2 separate regions of the Mus musculus genome follow, and region 2 is linked to region 1. Evidence: chromatin contacts called from public promoter capture Hi-C data. All regions are on one chromosome and are shown on one strand. Each heading gives the region's core, a stretch centred on a gene start, on an enhancer-like site or on the middle of the called end of the contact. The rest is flanking DNA. Distances are from core to core; before and after follow the strand shown. Region 1 overlaps Gopc (golgi associated PDZ and coiled-coil motif containing). Region 2 holds the start of Ascc3 (activating signal cointegrator 1 complex subunit 3).

Region 1 (2,700 bases), core at 49-2,548:
GGCCTTCTCATCTTTATCTTCGAAGCTTCTAAATTACAGAAGTGTGGGATATAGAGTCACCTTCCTGTTCAGACGGTATGCATCACAGTGGTCCACTAACATGAACAACATGCTAGTGGGGTTCTGTCTTCAACACAGAAACTATCAGCCTGCATTAGACTTCTTAAACTTTTCCCATTGGCAACATTCACTCATTCAAACGGTTTCTAGTCCAAGCTGCCTTGAACTGGCTATGTAGTGAGGATGACCCTGAACTTCTGATCCTTCTGCCTCCATTCCCTGGGTGCTCAAACTGGAGGTGTGTGTCCATGCTCTATTTATGAGTGCCTCGGGGCTGAATCCTGGTCCTCATGCATGCTTATTAGGTAATTCCTCTGTAAACTGAACTGCTTTCATTTTCTTATAACCCTTTTCACTGGATTTCTACACAACCCTAGTCACATAGTCACACAGTTATATAAAATAAGTACACAAACACTTCCTAATAAATAAGTTTATTTAAAACAATCATATGATTTATCATTTATTAAAGATCAATAATAATTTGCATAACAAGGTATGCTTTTTAAATTTTTACATAGTTCTTAACTGAGGATGTGTTACTATAAAACACCGGTAGTATATACTTAAGCTTAACTTGTAGTCCACGGGCCCCGTGTGGTTGAAGACAGCTATGCATGCAGTTCAACACAAAATGATAAACTTATCTAAAACATAAGGTTGTCTTTATTGTTGTAGTTTTTTGCTGCTTGATTACACGGTTCTCAATTTTTAACTTCATAGATGACAACATGTCACAAGGTTGTCCAAACCTTAGGTAGAGCACCTTCAACATTTTCCAGAATTGATCAATATTTCGATTTGACAACTGTCAATGCCAAGACTAAGGCTCTGCATGCAGAAGTATGCTTAGGACTATTTTGGAAGTTGTTGGAAATTCTTTCCTAATCCCAAGCCAAAATTCATTTAACAATACAAAAATTAATAATAATTACTATTATTTGTAAGATTTATCTTCATTTATGTGTGTGGTCTAGATGTGTACACGTCATGTATGTGCAAGTACCTGATGAAGCCAGAAAGTATTGGATTCCCTGGAGCTGGAATCACAGATGGTTATGAGCTACCTGTCGTGGGTGCCAGGAACCGAATCTGGGTCATCGGAAAGAGCTGCAAGTGCTCTTAAACATTGAGCCATCTTTCCAGCCTCCAAAATGCTTATCTGCTTATCTGTATGCATGTAAATGTCTGCATGAGTGCTGCAACCTGTGTGTGCAGGGCAGAGGACAACCTTGGGTGTTGGCCCTCCTAACCTTGACCTTGAGGTATAGTGCCTCTTGCTTGCTGTTGCAGTGCATACTCCAGGGTATCTACCCTCAAGCTTCTGGGGAATTCTCCTGCCTCTGTCTCACACCTCACACTATAAACACACACCACTTATGCACATTGATTCAAGGGATCTAAACTCAAGTTGTGAGGCTTACAGCAAGTGCTTTTACCTGTTGAGCCATCTCCTTGGCTCAACATTTTTTTTTTAAGGAAACTAAAGTCAGAAAGTCAAAACAGCAATTTTTGAGCTCTAACATTCCCATACAGTGTAACCCAGGGATATCTAATGTGAGCTTTCCATGCTGACGAATGCTGAGAAAGCCTTGTCTTCATTTTCTGTAAGCCATCCATATCTGTAAGAACAGACCATTCATAACCTGCATCTTAGCCTGCACGCTTCAGTCATGAGTACTGTGTTGCAACAGTGTGCAGTGTAAACTGCATGTGGACTCAGAACCAAGGCCGCCATGAGGCTGTGTGATACAAGGGCAGGTGCTGACTCAGTATGTGCTTGGTTTTGAATTAATTTTTGGTTGCCGCACATTCAGAAACCTTTTTCCTGTTCGCCAATATTTTGGGACCCTCACATTCAGTTGCATGACCTAATTAATATAGGAGCTCAAACCTCATCTTAGGAAGCTGTGGCTTTTTTTTTTTTTTTTTTTTTTTGGTCAGAAAATTACCCTTTGTACTGTGTAGCAATTATTCTAAGGGCCAAGTGCTGAGATCACAGTGAGCCCAAGCATGAGAGCTGACTGCAAGTTCTCGGTTAGAGCAGAAATCCGCCCAGGAGGGCTTATTCATTCCACCAAAGCTTTCCATTTCTACACGGCTGACATTGCTTCACCACTGTCAACTGCACATGGCCCTTATGTTTGCTGTGCCCAGCTAGCCAGCGCCTGCACTCTTCTTTCCTATTCAACTCAAAAGAATTTTAACTTTAACTTTCAGTTTAAAAATTGAAAGGCCAGAGAACTATACTGTCACAGAAAAAACAAATGTAGGTAGTTCATACAGAATTAGCTCAGCTCCAAGGAAAGTCAACTTACAGCAACAGCGATCTGCTGCCATGGCAATTTTATAAATGGAAATAAAGGATTTTATAATGTCAGAAACATTATTAGGAAGACTTGCGACACTGTGCAATATATTCAAAAATAAAGTGTAAAACAAAACAAAAACCTTTCTGAAGTGAAGCTACTGAGGCAAACGGTTAAGATTCGGATAACAGCTTACTTAGGAAGAAGAAGACAGGCCTTAAATATGCTGATCTCGGGGTAAATCACAGAACTGTCCTATAAGAGCACCACAAAGAAAGAAGTACAAAGCTGAGGCTTGCACTGGGACTAGGAGCAGATACGCATTAATACC
Region 2 (2,700 bases), core at 73-2,572, 1.8 Mb before region 1:
TTGATCAAACCCCTCTTCCTTCCCTGCCTGCTTCATGGAAATGCTCTCTCTGTTTCTGAAAATTCCACAATTATGTATCTCAGATTAGCAAAATATTTCTATGCCACTCACATCACCTCTGCTTGGATTCTCAGGTGGCCTTCCCACTTGGGAATATCTGCCTCTGCTTTTTTACTATAATGAATTTGCTTTTGCTTAAGTCTCTTCTGTATCTCTCCTAGAATTCTTTCTCTAGTGAGACCAAGAGTCTTTGGGATCACCAGTTGTAGTTTGGTGATAAAATGAGTTAGACTGTAAACGCTTGAAAGGCTACATGCGACTGGACTAACTTTTAGCAAAACCAGCCAGTAATTCTCCTAAAATGCGTCTCCCTCCCCCCAAATCCCTATTATGTAAGCATTCAGCATCTACTTAGAAAATGTAGAGACTGGGAACTTAGAGAAATGTAGAGACTGTGATGGTCATATATTGCTTCTACAGTGCATTTAGTTCCTTGGATTGTATTAGAAGGGACTCTCAGAATGTGAAGGGTTTTTGTTTGTTTTCCTCATAAAGTTCAGGTCATACCAGACAAACCTTTATCACCAGATGGGTCTTTCATATTGCTGACAGTCCAGTAACTTTTCCTCTTAGTGAATCTTACCAAGTTTCATTAATACTTCATGATTCTTTTCATCTGCGTTATCTCATTTTAATTTCTGAAATGCTTCTATCGCTATTGAGGTCTTCTTACCTCAGTCTGGTATACAGAACTTCCAGTGGGTTTGGCAAGTTATGTTTATTATTCAACCAATGCTGCTTCTATAAAACAGGGTTCTGGTGAGTTTTAGGACAACTGTCTCGGGAAGAATGGGCTGAAAGGGTAGGATGACAATGCATACCACATCTGTATCCTCGCTCATCAGTTCAAACTTAACAACAATGCAGTTTTTTTAGGCTAGCTTTTCTAAATTTGCCAGTCGCACCAGGCTATCGTCAGATGTTTTGTTTCGAAGGTCAGAAACAACTTCAGAAGTACAAAGTGGAGAATAATGAAACTCAGGGAAATCGAAACTTGAGCCTAGAGCAGGTGGGCGGAACCATCTAGTAACCACGGGACTGTGACTCACTGGTTTCTGCCTTCAATAGGAATTAATTACTCGGTGCCATTATCAGAACCAAGCGGGGATTAGGGAGTCGGCCGGAGGGAACCAAGAGTCGGACCACTAAAACTGAGCTGAAACTTGCTAGCGTGTACGCCACCCGACGCCAACCCCCGCATGGGCGGGGCCGAGGGCGGCCGGGTGCTGACGTGGCGACGTTGGCGTCGCGGTCGGTGACGTATGGCCGGCGCCCGCCCCGCCCCTCCGTCGCTCGGCGCGGGTGTGTGGGTTTGTGGGTCAGTGCCAGCTGGGCAGCCCTCGCGCGCTAAGGCGTGACAGCGAGCGACCCCCGCCGGCCCGCGTGTGCTGCGGAGGAGGTCGGGGCGCAGCCCTCCGCTCCGCTCCGCCGGAGTGAGAAGAGGAAGCAAACCTCCAGGAGGCCGGAGGCGCGCGTGGCGGCGGGGCTGAGGTGAGCTAGGGAGAGGGAGGGCGCGGGTGGCGGAGCCCGAGTGTGCGGCGGGGCGGGGCTGGTCTCAGAGTCCGGAAGAGCGCGGGTGGACCGAGCTGTCATCCCTCGGCTGGGCGTCCCGGCTCACCTAAGTTTGTAGGTGGGGGTTGGGGTGAAAACTCCAGCGCGATTGCCCACGTGTAAGGACAGAATGGCCACAAGATGAAAAATTTTCTGTTCTAGGCTTAACCTGTTTTTCTCCTCCCTCTCCCCTTATTTATATTACACATTCCTAGCAACGTCGTTCTTCGCCTACATCTGTTGGGTTGGGTTTCCCCCACAACACAGAGGAGCGAGTGCTTTGGGTCCTGGAGTTCAGGGCAGTGGGTGAATTTAACAATCGGAGGACTCTAGAATGTATTTTTTTTTTTTTTTAAATAAAGAAGTGTCTATGCTAAGGGGGTAGATGAAGTGGTTCTTGGTAGGATGCTGTAATTTCCTTTACCTTTAAAAGAAAGAAGTTCAGTCTACTGAGTTTGATATGCATCACAAGTGCAGTCTAATTGCTACCTGTGGTGTGGTTTTTGTTGTTGTTGTTGTTGTTGTTGTTGTTGTTGTTCCTGGATAAAAATTAGAACAGTCAACTATATCTACCCCCTTTTCAGATTCATAAGCTGAAACGTTTGTTTTCTGAGTTTGATTGTTCTCAAATTCCGCTTCTGAGTCTAGGCTGGACGTGCTCTAGCTCATGTTTTGTATTTAGTTTTTCACGTCATGACGATTATAATACTGGTGTTGCGCCGGGCGTGATGGCGCACGCCTTTAATCCCAGCACTTGGGAGGCAGAGGCAGGCGGATTTCTGAGTTCGAGGCCAGCCTGGTCTAGGACAGCCAGGGCTACACTGCCTCAAAAAAAAAAAAAAAAAAAAACCTAAAAAAAAAAAAGGATTACTTTATTCTATGAAACCCACTGCATAAGTAAGCCATCCACAAAGATAATACTGTGTTGCATTAAAATATTCATAGAGATGTCAGTTAAGTGTAGCTTAGTGTTATTTACATGAGTGAATTAATTTTGCAAGACTTAGTTTTCTTGATCCTTGTTGAATAATTTTTTCTAAAAAACTTGGTTCATTCATTAATTCATTCATTTGTTCACTCTTCATTCAT

The links. Promoter capture Hi-C pulls out the DNA fragments that hold promoters and counts their contacts.
Region 2: a promoter capture Hi-C map of liver shows a contact between it and region 1, with 2.4 times the contacts expected there. The contact joins the promoter of Ascc3 here to the enhancer-like site in region 1. A contact is called at or near these places in 3 of 39 promoter capture datasets (liver, neutrophils and pre-B cells).

Annotation. Positions count from the first base shown.
Region 1 is chr10:52,359,298-52,361,997 of GRCm38.p6, forward strand. All of the region lies in intron 1 of Gopc (golgi associated PDZ and coiled-coil motif containing), which reads right to left. Among named protein-coding and RNA genes, the nearest start is that of Gopc, 21 kb to the right of the region's middle. Within about 2 kb of position 1,299, at least 6 of the 459 cell types and tissues checked have an H3K27ac peak or open chromatin away from gene starts, as enhancers often do. A contact at or near this core is called in liver, where this site is marked.
Region 2 is chr10:50,591,347-50,594,046 of GRCm38.p6, forward strand. Ascc3 (activating signal cointegrator 1 complex subunit 3) reads left to right here and starts at 1,323. Exons shown (of 42, transcript NM_198007.2): 1 at 1,323-1,551.